Linked DNA regions of Mus musculus: region 1 is linked to region 2. A link is a contact called in public Hi-C data. All regions are on one chromosome and are shown on one strand. The core of a region is the stretch at or near the end of the contact, and the rest is flanking DNA. Distances in the headings are between cores, read along the strand shown. Region 1 has its middle 19 kb from the start of Gm12415. Region 2 overlaps Bnc2 (basonuclin 2).

Region 1 (7,055 bases), core at 1,299-3,798, 480 kb before region 2:
TATGTACACACACAGAGTACACATAGAGAGACTTTTCCTTAATTAATATATACAAATATGTTAATGTATACTAATAATGCAATAGTTTATAGAATTTTATATGTGTGTGTGCTGTGTGCTGTTTGTGGGGGGGTGGGGCAAGGGGGGTTGCACACATTTCTGCCACTGCTCCAGAGTCAATGCCAGAGGACATCTTTTGGGAATAGGTTCTTTTTTTTTCTACCATGTAGGTCTCATGGATCAAACGCAGGTTGTCAGGGTTGGCAGCAACCATCTTTATTTCTTCCACCATCTTGTAACCTCCACCAACTTAGATCCTTTTCCCCAGACAGTTTCATAGTCAGTCACCCCTTTGGTTTCCTAGACAGGTGAATGAGCACAAATGAAACCCATGACTGACACAGGGACTCAAGCCTGTAGTTCCAGCTTCCCAGGTAATTAGGAGGCAGAGGCAAGAGAATCCATGAGTCTAGAAGTTGATGGGCAGCCTACACACAGAGGAATGATGATCTGAGCACCTCGTGAGGTGGCCCAGCTAGTTCCCTTAAGTTTTAAATGGGATTTATTCCTGTTTCCTTAGTATAGATGAGTGCACCTATGTGCCTGGTGAGGATGGAGACCAGAAGAGGGTGTCAGACCCCTTGGACATGGAGTTACAGGTGATAATGAGCTGCTTGATGTGGGCTCTAGGAACTGAACTTGGGTCCTCTAGGAGAAAGGTATATAGAGCAAAAATACAAATAAATCCACAGATGACACCATATGAGGTAGGGACTGGGAGGGTAAGTGGAAGTAAGCCAAGTGGAAATGACTCTCTCTTCCCTCCTTTCATAATTAAAATGTTACTGAGTGTCACTGTCTTTGGCCTTGAGCTACACACTCAGGGAGCAAGAGAGACAAACAAATTTGTTCTCTGTCCCCAACAAACTCAGAGGCTAGGTAGAGAAGGCATGTGATAAAGAGAAAAATCACTGATTAGATAGAAAAGTAAATATTGAGAGAGTTGTTTGAATGCTTGTGAACAGGATAAATAACTGACCATTCAGGGGACCCGATAGATATACTTAAAGGGAAATCACACGAATTTATTTATATATAGCGAAAGAGCTAAATATGACAATGAAGACTCTTGTGAGAGCCTACACCTAATCCCAGAAGACCTCCACAAGGAACAGTTTTTGAAGCCCACTCTAAAGGGTGGAGAAAAACTCTAGGCAGGGGTGCAGCATTCTCACCCATCCTGAGCTAAGAAAAATGGAGTATTTCTAACCACAGAGACAGGGAGAGAGAGAGAGAGAGAGAGAGAGAGAGAGAGAGAGAGAGAGAGAGAGAGAGAGAGCAAAGCAATCAGAACAGAGTCAAGGAGAACCATGAGGTGTCCCATGGAGAAGGAAGGAGGTTCTAGGCATGGGGTCTCTAGAGCCTCAGGCTTCATGTCAGCTTCCTGGCATGACACTGGCTCACATGTGACTTTCCCTGAGACTGCATGTCTACAGACAACTTCCATTTTCAGCTCACATCTCTGTAGACCAAAAGTTCAGCATGGCTCATCTGGGGTGCCTCTCCCCAGGGACTCACAAGACCAGAGCCATGGTGACAGCTATAGGTCTGAGATTTCTGTCTTCTTGTTGTCTGCCAGCCGGATGCCCACATCCCCTCCTCTATGTCCTCACTTTGCCCTCACACAAGTCTCTCTCCAGCTTTAAGGCAGTCGTGGTATAAAGTCTTTTCTCCCACTCTGCATTTTCGAGATTGCTTTTGCAAACAACCAGAGGAAACACTGTTTGAAGGGCTTGTGTAATTACGTCTGTCCTACTTGGAAAATCTCCCTTTACATTTGCAAAGTTCCCATTACCACAAAATGGACTCCACGTTTTGTTTGTTTCATTTTTGTATGTTTTGTGTTTTTTTTTATTTTGATTTCAATTTTTTGTTTGTTTCTTTTTGAAGAAGAGAGAACATAAAGAAGTTGGTGGGGGGAGAGGATCCGGGATGAGTTGGGAGAGGGGAACATGATCATAATATACTGTGTAAAAAAATTTTTAATGAAATTTCTGTTCCATGTTTTCCAGTTTGCTTCTCTGTTACTGTGATAAGCACCACAACCAGAAACAAGTTGGGAGGAATGGGTTTATTTACGTTATACTTCCATGTCATAATCCATCATTCAAAGAAGTCAGGGAATGAACTCAAGCAGAAACAGACGCAGGGGCCATGGAAGAGAACTGCTTACTGGCCTGCTTTCAGCTATCTTTCTTATATCTCCCAGGACCATCTGCACAAGGGTGGCACTGCCCATAGTGGGCTGGGTCCTCCCACATCAATCATTAATCAAGAAAATGCCCCCACAGGCTTGCCTACCGGCAGTCTGATGGAGGCAATCCCTCAATTAAGGTTCTCTCTTCCCAGATAACTCTAGCCTGTGTCAAGTTGACAAAAAACTAAGCAGCACACTATGTGATATATCACAATCCTGGGAGCAACACTAGGGAGCAAAGGTCAGAAGCCATCTAAAAACCTGTCTAACACAGGAGTCTGGAGATAGACTGAGCTGCAAATGCTGACAGGACTATTAACTGTCTCAGGAGCTGGAGCATGTTAAACAGATGTCCTCATCACTAAGAGGACAATGACAGAAGTGCTCAGGTCATGACTGCTGCCTTTCCTGAAATAATGTCTGCAGAGTGCCCGGTAGATCACGGATCACGTCAGAGCGTAACAAACGTTAACTATTGTGTTGAGAAAAAAAAATGGGGCTATTTTCTATAAACAAAGAAATGATTTTGTGTGGGCTTTGTATTCAATTTAGAGATGGAATGTAGCTATTGGAAGGATAATAAGGGTCATGGGTACATGAGTACCTTTTAAACCCTACCAGCAATGTCTCCTTACGTGTGTTACAGCTCTGTGGCTGTCCCTTAGTAAGTGTGCTCACATTTTACTCTGAGATAGGAAGATTTTCTAGTAGACATATATCTGTGCAAAACGAGAAACTGTAAGCGCAATAATCAGAGGAGGGTCCCATCTGCTCTCCCGGGTTCCAGTCTGCCTGCCACCCCTACTTCTTAGATGTTCAAACATCTTTTGGCAAGTGTGTCTATGCCACGATTTCCTTATCAGACAATAAATACAATAGTGGACCTGTAGGAATTAGTGTGAGGATTTCAAAAGCAGTAACTGTAACGTGATTAACTGTAAAGTGCTTGAAACAGGTACCTGGCTCATAGCTTGCACTCAATCAATGTCAGCTGTTATTATATAGAAAGCGAAACAGGCCTAACCTCAGATATTAATGTCAGGCCCTCCTCTGCACATGGTTTTCACAGACATGATCACGGTCTTCTGAGAGTTCTAGATTTGCCGGCTTCCGACGTAGCACTAATGAGGTCTTGCCTAGATAGAGTCTGCAATTTCTGCAGTGAATCCAGTTTATCAAGCGTATTTCATCTGTTTGATGGAAGCACAAACTGAATTAGGGAACTGATGCTGATCTATATTTTTAAAGTTGAAGGTGGTAGGCTTTGGTTATAGGTATTATATTCTTTCTCTTCCTCAGATCTCCAGGAAAAGGCTTTGCAAAAACTGCTAATCCTTTAACTACTTAATCGCAGTTGGCTCCCCTCGTACAGAGCACTGCAAAGTTCACAAGCACATTTCCAGGATTCTTTCTGGATTCATCCACTCACTGTGGCAGAGAAGGAAATGACATTCAAAGGGAGGAGTGTCCTGGGTCATAATGAACCCTTTTCCTACCCCTGATAGAGGCTTCTGACAAAGCCCAGAGGACACATAAGGGGTAAGGAAAGAAAAGAAAGAAGCAGACTACAGGAAGGTTGTCAGCTAAAAAGCATTTCTCATCCCAAATCTCAAAGCCAGTCCATGAAGGAGATCAAGTAGAAATAATGCCACGGAGGCACAAAGCTGAGACCGGGAAAATGTATGAACTGGAACGGTGTGGGAAAGTCTGACCAAATAGACTAGAGAAGCAAGATAGACTCCACAGAGAAAGGTAGTGGGAAGACTTAAGACCAGTGATCCCTCCGCACAGAGGCTGAGAGAAGACTCAGAAAGCCCAGATATCTTTCAAACATATCAATTAGTTAGACTGACTCAAGGGCCTGGTGCTGGAGAGAGTTACCTGAGAGCCAGACCATAGAGAGAAGGACGTTGCAGATACCAGTCAGCTGCATCTTTTATTCGCATAGAAAGGACCACAAGTCACTGAAGGGATCTGGCAGAATGAAAAAACATCAAGAGACCAGTACAAGTGGCCCCATAGAAGTCAGTTAATAGGAAATGAGGAATTACTGGGATTAGTGTCCTCTGCCATCTGTATGAAAAGAGACTGCTATTTTTAAAAAGCCAGATAAAAGGTTTAAAAGTACCGAAAAGACCAACGAGTAGAGGAGACATATCTGACATCTCAACAGATTGGCAAAGAAGAGGATAGCACTGGTTTAGGGACTAGTAGAAACGTAAGGAGGCACCAGTAGGCGTGTCAGGGGAGCAGCAGGGGTGCGTGCCAGGGGAGCAGGGGCATCCGAGCCATGAAACATGCCCCTGAAGAGGAAAATAAAACAGGAGGGAAGAAATAGTCCAAATCAAAACAAGAGTTAAAGGTCAATTCCATGTCCTGAAAAAGAAGTAGAGACTTCTGACTGACAAGATTGGACTGTCACCAGTGAGACATAGCATCCTGTCTGAAGATGCTGGCAGTCTGTGCACAGAGAGAAAAGCAGAGGGGCTGTCACCTGAAAACGTAAGGAGCTCCCTAAAAGAATAGCTTTTGTTTGAAAATAAAACCCAAAATCCCCCATGATTCTAAAGCCCTCATAAGTTAAACATGAGAGGTAACTTTAAGGAAGCCAAACGTTTGTTTGGAAGCATTCTTTACTAACATTAACCAGGTTCCTTTACTTCTTCTTATTAAATTCCAATACATGTAAAATTGCTTTTGAAGTTGACTGTTGGCTAAGGAATCGTTAGAGCTTGGGATGCCATAGTCTCAGTGGGAGCATCCCGAGTTAAAGAATGGACCAGTAGAGCAGAGAAGGGGAGGGCATACGTGAAAGTAATCTGCCTCTGTGGTGATTTGAGGGCAGCATGTGAGGCTCTGGGTATCCCCCTGGACTACCTCTACAGTGAGTGAAGCTCACTATGGGTTATAAATTCCATGATGTTAAACATGGGCAATTCTAAGTGTTTGCCTTTTGAAATATAAACATTGTACTATAGTCCTGGCAGGATTAATGCATTAAATCCCTCACACCTTAGCTGGATGCTTGTCCTCAGCAATAGAAACCTGTCCTCAAATTCCACTCAACATCATAGTCACCATGGGAACTTAAAAAATACATATACACTCACAAGGCCCCCGGTAGACATATAAAAGAGGAAGTAACATTATAGTGAATCAGGAGAGTGTTGGAGCGGAGAGCTTTGGGTAAAGTTATTCCTCTACCTCTAGTGACATTAACTACCCTAAGTTTCTTGTACTTTGGTTCCCTATAAAACTAGCAGAGTGGTACCAGTTCTGCAGAAATCTGGAGGATTTCATGAGATGGGGGACTATATGATGCCTGGCATTCACTAGTTGCTCAAGGAGCAATAACGTCCCTCCTAATTTTATTTAGAGAAGCATCAGAAAACTCTCCGAGCATCTACTCTTCATGCCATCTTCTGTGTAAAATTACTCTTAAATACCGAGCCAAGATTCTCAGACTGCATCAGCAATCATCAATCTTCTTGCTAGCCACTCCTTCAATGACATTAACTGCTAATCCTTACTCTTCTAAAAGCTGTGGCTGCTTGAAGTGGTAAGTGTCTTTGTTCCAATGTGTCATGGTTACAGGAGGACTCAACCCCAGGCTCACAAGGGCTGCTCCTTTTGAAGTTCATCCAGAGAAAGAAAAACCACACCCAAAGAAGAGTGCTCCAATTTAGTCATGCCCTGAGGATAAATAAGCCAAATCTGGGGTAAGGCACAGTGGGAACAAGAAATTCAAAAAACCAGTGAATGAAAACATATTAAACCACATCCACTCCCATCTTGCAGAACCAGCCATTGAGATTTTTTAAAAATTATTTTCTAGAAAAGTAGTACGGCCAGATAAGAGGAGCTGAATGAAATACTCCTGAACAAGGGCCTTACATATGGGGTGAGCATCCTCCAGATACATTCAAGCTACAATCCTGTCTTCCTCACTCGTTATTGCTGTTCTGATGTTCCACTGTCTTCATGGGGTTTAACTCTCTGCTCTGGAATAAGTAGTTGATGTTACAGTCTGTGAACATTATTGTTCTAAACAGCTCTAATCTACTAACAAGGCTCCTCTTTTTAGAGAGCTTTCTATATTAGCAATAAGCAGTCAGTGGGTAGAGTTCAGCGGCCTTTTCCGCAGTACGAAGGTTCGTCTGCTTTTCCAAGGAGCCGTGCTTTGGAATAACAGCATATTTCCCCCAGAGAAGTATCTTCCAGTCCTCCCTGGGAATGAGCGTATAGCACGGCAATACAGTGCATGCTTAACTTGCCCAGCTTGCCTACTAAGAGGAAAGCATTAGCATATATACATGGACCCTCTGGTGGTTCAGGCTTTTACATAGTCCCAGCTACTCAGAAGGCTGAGGCAGGAAGCTCACAATTTCAAGGGCAGCCCGGGTTATAAAGTGAGTTCAAGGGCAGTTTGGACAGGTCAGTGAGATCCTGCTTCAAAATGAAAAGTAAAATTGAGCCCTGAGAGTGTGACTCACCGAGTGAATGCTGACTCGGCATGAGTGGTGGTCTGGGTTCAACGGCCAGCTCTATAAAGCAAAACTCTTGAAGTAAATAAGAATTTCCAAAACCTGACCCCAGTGCACGTACCATTTTACTAGAGAACAATGTAAAAAATTGTGTTCACTTTAATATATTCTTTAAATTCCATAATTACAACAACTCAGAAATATATTTTGTAGCATTCTGTAAGGGCTTTCTACAACCTCTGGAATAACAACATTAGCCAGAAAATTCCAAGGCGCTTGTGGAGGGGGAGCTGTCACTGTTAAGCTAGAACCTG
Region 2 (7,022 bases), core at 4,516-7,015:
CCAGGCTGGGACAGCACTAATGTTTCTTGCTCCAAAGTGATCCTTGGACAGCAAGAACTTGTGGTTCTTTGGACCACTTTACCTTGTTGTTTCTAGTCTGCCCCTCGGTAAAGAAGAAGTTCAGCAGTATACAGTAGAATACCAGGAAGCTCTACCAGATTAGCGGTAGTGTCAACCATATATGTCAGAATAGCATGTTACACTAATAGTTACATTAAAAGCATATACACTAGTAGAATAGTGATATTAGGAGCAAGAAGCAACTCTGTTAAAATACTGTGTGTATGACCACAAGGAAAAATTCACAAACATCTTTTGGATGCTTCTGCAAGTTAAAATGTTTAGCAGCAGGTATATGCTACCAGTGGGCTAATTCAAATATCCCATGTCTCATCGGGCAGGCTGGACAGCACATGAGCAAATATGAAGATGAGATTATGCTTGCCTGCGTTTTCAAATTCATGACTTTGATTTTCTACACACGGTTCTACATAAGGCCAAGGCTAAGTGATAGGGATAGCCCTACAGGATACAGTCTCTCTGCATGGGGGAGCTTAGAAAACCCTGATGCCACCTCTTAAGATCACAAACTGTTTGAATGATACAAAACATTTAAAAACATTTTCTCTCAGAAATTATTTTCTTTTAAAATGATCTCAGAAAGAAATCAATACCCCATATTTTACACAGGAAAAAGAAAGAAAACTTAAAATGGAAGACAGATTTGAATGTGAAAAAGCAGTTTATTCCTGTTATTGGGGGAAAATCTTCTAAATTATTTAAATTAGACAATAGAATATGGAACAGAAGATGCGAAGGTTGTTCCTTTTTTCCAGCCTCCGTAGATATAAAACTTAAAATTACAGCTCCGATTATCTTCCCAGGAGGCTTTTCTCTCTCTTATCTGACAATAACTCAGTAACTGAGCACCGGATGAGCTGCCTGATACAGAAATTTCCCAAACTGTGAAGGCATAGCTTGTTCACAGTGTAACACTCCCCTTACATTGTAGCACAACAGGTACGACAGAACAAACAGCACCCTTCAAAAGCCTTCTTGTGTGAGATACAACTGGGCCTTAAAACAGTTAGGGAGCAGGCTGTCGTTGGATATCAATTCTGTACTTAACCTGAGCATGCAACATACACACTCTCTGTCTACCCATCTGCCCTCCCACATGCCATCACTGTGTTAACATTTTTATGCATTCCATAGCCATGACAAATTGTTTTCTAACTGTAGTGCCAAATTTAGTATGCAAAAGACATGTTTGCCTCTGCCAACAAACCAATAATTCTCACTAACATCTTCAGAGTTACAGCATTTATAAAGTTGCAAAGTGGAGTAAACAAACCATCTGTTTGGCTTTTCCATAGATGTCATGCTTTCTTATTAGCATATTACGATTCATTTAGTAAACAAATTTGGTGATTTCGTTCATGTCAAAGTTAGATCGGAAGCCTGAAGATGATTAACATTCCTGGGACAAGCACATTAATACATTGCTTCCTCTGCAAAGTTAAATGGCTTCTCAAGAGAATCGCCCCTTGTTGACAAGATGAGACTGTCAATTTTGTTTGCCTGCCACGTTAGGGGCCATAAGGGGATGGCAGGCTCTGAGAGAGGGGAGTCGTGTAGGCAGCATAATTCACTGTGAATTGAGAAAAGAAGTCTAATTCTGATAAATGGTCGACCCCAATACATCCTACCTGTTATTACAACAGACGTGCCGTATCTGTGCAGTAAATTAGTTAATCCCCTAAAGGGTTTGGTGGGAGCTTATCTTCAAGTGAATGATTTGAATGTAGAGGGAACTGCCTGCGTGACCAGTATGGGTGATTTGTTTTATATTGAAAGGGGTTGAAATAACTGAATTTCATAGTTTGTTAATTTGCAAGAACTTTCTTAGTTCTTATTTCTTGCATTAAGTATGCCTTTCTTTTGGGGGGTTTGAGAATTACCCACTAGAATTTTACATTGGATCTCTTCCTCTGCTAGGGGAGGGTATTCAGACTGTCTGGAGAGAGTGTTTAGTGAAAATTCTGGAACAACTACAGTTTTGTTTTGAATTGTTTTTAGGGAGGGGGTAGTGCTAAAATGTCATTTAACTCATTTAGGTGTAAGCATGCGATTAATTAATAAATAGTGATACACTTTGCAATGAATTCAATAGTCAGTATTGTAGCAGCTCAGCTGAGAAGCAACTGAGAAGTAGGGCCTGTAATCTTCTATTTCTGAGGATTTGAAGAGTGGGTATACATTTCTGTATGGAAATATTTTCCTAACCAATACTGCATTCACATCAGGCACATATACTTTCTTAGATTTGATAAAAATCCCTTTTACTGCCTTCTCCCCTTTCCTCATGCACATAGACAGCTGACACTTCATGTCCAGCAGTTCTGTACACGTGGATTCAACCAACCACAGACAAAGAATGTTAAATGCACCCAACAGCATCCAACACATAGAAACATTCTTTATTGTCACTATTTCCTATATGATGTAGTACAACTATTTGTATATCATTTATGTCACATGGGAATCATATGTAATGACTTAATATACCATGTAGGATTGTGTAGTACCCTTGGAAATACTGTCAGCAGTTTATATAAGGGACTTTTAAGAATCTGTGAATTTTGGTTGGGGGTTTATGCTGACCTAATCCTTCAATGATACCAAGGGATGACTGCTAACACACACACACACACACACACACACACACACACACACACACATCATCATCATCATCAATTCATCATTATCTCCTCCTCCTCCTGTAGACTATGATCATTTTAGACAGTATTGAGAATATTTGGCATACATTTGTGGTAGATTACAAAGTGGAGCAAGAAAGTAAATGCAAAATGTAATCAACAGTGAAGCCTTACTTCCATTTTAACCAAAGAATTGTGTAATAATAATTCACTAAACTCAGAATGGCAAAAAAATAATTTAAAAGTAAGTATTGGACATTTTATATAATATATTAGCTTGATTCATGAATTTGTGAAATCAGTTTCTGACCAGCTGTCTTAATTACTTTCTACTGCTGTGATAAAATACATGAAGGGTCAAAGACCCTTAATGAAACATGGTTTTATTTACTTTAGAGTTCAAGGAATAGTCAACTCTGGTAGGAAAGTCGGTATAGCAAAAACCTGAAGCAGCTGCTTGCATCATATCCAGTCAGGAAGCAGAGACAGTAGATGCCTATGTTCAGCTTATTGTCTCGTTTTTATGCAGTGTAGCCTAGGGAATGGCACCACCCAGTGCAGGTGAATCTTCCCACTTCAATTAACCTAATTAAGGTAATCCCCACACACATGCTCAGAGGCCCATCTCTCAGGTGAGCCTGGATCTCTCTAGATTTCAGGTTGACAAGTGAGAGTAACCATCACATGAAAATGAACAACTAGCAATAAAACCACCTGTTCTTCCCCTGTATTTCAAAACCAAACTCAAACTCTGTTTTTTTTGTTTCCATTTTTGCTTGTCAGACATTACATTAGTTCACGTCGAGCATTTGAGCGAGAGGGGGAAATGAGAGCACAGCCTAGAGTGCTTGTTTTCTTTCCCTGGCTCTGGGCATTTGCTGCATCTTCTGTGCTCTGTGATTGATTGTACCACTAAGGTTTCCTCCAAGAAACAGAAAGGTACACAGCATGACTCTTTAGTCCAGAAGCTTAGGTGTTAGCACCCTGCCCCAATCTAAAACCTTACTACATTTTGACTTTTCTGGGTGTAAGTTTTGGCAGATTTGATGTTGAAGGCAGAAACTCAGAGAACATTTGTAACTCTGTGTGTAGCCCAGGGTAGATGAGTATTTTGAGCCTACGTTCTGTGGTGTGCCTTGAACTTTACTAGAGTGTCCACTTTTGCTCTGTCACTATCGTCATTACACAAACACGGGAAAAATGCTTCTGTCTCATGACTCTCTTCTGCGCTGGGTTGGGGAAACCTCGTGCCAGACTTGTATGTCTTACTGATTGGATGCGACCTGTTTTTCAAGGCTTCCACTTGTTCTCCTGTTCTCTGATGGGCTGACTTACAACGTATCTGTATTTTTGAAAGTATGGGCTAAATCTTAGGCCAGTGTATGAAGCCCTTTGTACCCATGATTTTTTTAAATCTCATTCCTTTTTTTTTTTGTATGTGCGGATAATCTTCTTCATAGCTGTATCTATCACCTGCTTACTCAAGGCAGGCAGAGGCAGCTTCTTATATTCTTCATGCTCTTAGTCTAAATGTTGACAAAATTTAAGTCTTCTCTTAAGGTAAATGTTTGGAACACTGGATTCCTTTCTTTTCAAAACCAAGCATTATCCTTGGATAATGGATCCTTGTGCTGGGCTCTTCCTATTTGCAGCAAGCTGTGCCCTCCCTCCTGTCTTTGGGCTTCTTTTCTCTCAGCATCTGATTGTCAGTAGTGAGTTCTTTCTGTCTTCCTTCTTTTTACCTCTTCAGTTTTGCTGATCCAATTAAACTTGTAATATTCTTCAAATGGCTATTAACCCCGGGTCTTTGAATCTCACGAGGACGGTATTTTTTATGACAGTCAGTGGTTTGAACTGACCGATTAGAGGGTCTGACAATAGGTCTTTGTTAAAGCCAAGCGGTCCATTTGGTAGAGTGAGAACGCTAACCTGAGGAACAGGACCAGTTCCTGCTAGGAACCTTGGTCAGCCCACTTTCCTGCTCTTCTTCCAACCCCAGCAATAGCATGGCAAAGACTCCCAAGTCCAAGGCATGGGGCTAAACCAGCAGGCTTCCCCCAGCCCATTCTCCTCACCCCATCCATGTGTTTTGCATATGGCATTTGGGAAGATTATTAAACAAAAATGAAATAGATTAAGAAGTGAACATAAAAGAATCAATTCTCTTGAACTGTGGTTGCATAATGGAAATCGACTGCTGTGAATGAACCCATGCACTGAAGTTATGAACAGCAAAGTTAATGCACTGCCATGAGTTCATCTTTATTATTACATTACACCTGAATCAATTGATAAAGTAGCTTTTTTTTTGTAAGCGAGAGATGGCACTTAATTGAATAAAAGTCAATGTAATTATATTAGCAGAGGCCAACAGTACTGCTGACAGCGGAAAAGGGACACTGTTGCACCGAGTGCCAGAGCTGGTCTCCACATTTCTGCACATCGTTTGGTTGACAGATATTGAGGGCTGGTACATCATCTAATTAGATTACAGTCCTCTTGTGCTGCATGTGAGAAATGAAGAGAAAAATCTCTTCCTGGTAACATATCAGTGGAGATGTGTAAATTCACAAGTCATCTTATGGCAGAGGTGTCCCTCTGGGTGATCAGCATACCCTCTTGTCAATGTTAATTTATTCTTTCCTATTCAGTCTGTCTTGATGCAACTTTTGTGTGTCTGGCTGCTGTTTTCTCAGCAGCGAACCTAGGAAGTGCAGTGACTGCGGATGTGTGAGCAACAGCACAGAGGTCTAGACTGCAGTCAGATGTGTGCTTATGAAACTCGGAAAGGGTGGGTGTTAAAAGTAATGAGTGACGATAGGGTTTCATGAGCTGCTTACAGTTGGCAGACTGTTTTATCAATAGAGGAGCGATACACATTTTAACTATCTCCACGTTCCTTCTTGTTAAGCCCTGGTGGTATGTGTCTCCCCCGCATGACATTCTAAGAACTTCATGGTAGGCACTTTCTGCACTCTGCTTAGCAGTGTACACTTGAGTCACCTGACACCAGGGACAAGTGGCAGGGGGGTGTTAGGGGAAGAGAGGGTGAATGTCAGAACAGGACTGTGGTGACAACATCTGTTTATCTACATTCATACATCCGCACACTGCATGCATCTGTTTGGAACTCATTTATGGATGATGCTGATGCTGTAAATTCGGTTTTAGCTCATTTGATTTATGGTTTTTGGAATATTCAGGTGATCTGAAAATCAAGACAACATACAGATGATCACTTATGACAGAAAATAATTTTGAGATCAGACAATTTAAATCCCTATTTTATTGTTTAAGTTTTTTAAAACCGGATGCCTAGAATGTGAATTTGTTTTCTCTCTCTCTTTCTCCCTCTCTCTCTCTCTCTTTCTCTCTCTCTCTCTCTGTCTCTCATTCTTGCTTTCTTTTGTGATCGATTTAGCAAAAGATTAGAAAGCTGATCTTATTGTCACAAGGTAAGCTCAGCCTTCCCAAGTGCAGCGTGGAGAGGGCTGCCCCCCTCTGCCCCCTCCACCCAGAGTGCTGATTGTCTCATGTGGAAAGGTGGGACACCTCTCCCTCCTTTCTGGTCCTGGAGGCACATACCTCTCACACATCTCTAGGAAATGTTAGCTATACTTGGTGCCAATTGAAGTGGCTTTTCATTATAAGTAGGAGGTCTCATGAAGTTAATGCTGGCCGTTTAGGTCATTTCTACTATCACAATTAACTTCTCTAAGATGCCAGCTTCTGACGCTGGCAAGTTTTATTTCCTGTTTCTATATCACTTTATTTTTTGGAGGGTAGCTTTCAATTTAGGGACTTGGCAAATATCTGAGCATTTGCAGGTGGAGAGAGGTATATGCCCAAGGGCGCTTTAAAAGTCAACGGGGGATGTAAATACAAGGCAATGTTTTCAGATAAACAGTGACATGGACTTTTCAAGTGAGATCCCTATAGATGCTCTGGGAATGAATCTCACCCTTTTAAACACAAGCAAAGCTTTCGGTGAGGTTTTGCTTGTCAAAGCAAGGGTTCTATTTGTCAAATAAAGGGAATATATGTCATTGTGTTTGAATTTTTTTAATTTACTGTGCATTAATTTTATCCTTTTGGATTTTTTATGGGGGGAGGTAGGGGCCGGATATTTTAGAAAATAGCAGCTTATGCTTTAAAGAATTAAACCTTGAAATAGCATTATTTTATGAAGACAGTTCAATACTATAAAATGTAGTAACTTTTGAAAAAATAAATGTATTTTACTATTAGATTTGACTGGAATTCCAGATAGGTTCAAGAAAGGATCTCTTAACTATTTGAAGT

What was found. A called contact is a pair of places that touch in the nucleus more often than the background predicts.
Region 1: a Hi-C map of the N1E-115 cell line shows a contact between it and region 2, with 5 times the contacts expected there. The contact joins two enhancer-like sites. A contact is called at or near these places in 1 of 484 Hi-C or Micro-C datasets (the N1E-115 cell line) and 1 of 9 other capture datasets (embryonic stem cells).

What each region holds. Positions count from the first base shown.
Region 1 is chr4:84,757,069-84,764,123 of GRCm38.p6, reverse strand. No RefSeq gene overlaps it. Among named protein-coding and RNA genes, the nearest start is that of Gm12415, 19 kb to the right of the region's middle. Within about 2 kb of position 2,548, at least 3 of the 459 cell types and tissues checked have an H3K27ac peak or open chromatin away from gene starts, as enhancers often do. A contact at or near this core is called in the N1E-115 cell line, where this site is marked.
Region 2 is chr4:84,277,059-84,284,080 of GRCm38.p6, reverse strand. All of the region lies in intron 6 of Bnc2 (basonuclin 2), which reads left to right. Among named protein-coding and RNA genes, the nearest start is that of Gm33597, 60 kb to the right of the region's middle. Within about 2 kb of position 5,765, at least 4 of the 459 cell types and tissues checked have an H3K27ac peak or open chromatin away from gene starts, as enhancers often do. A contact at or near this core is called in the N1E-115 cell line, where this site is marked.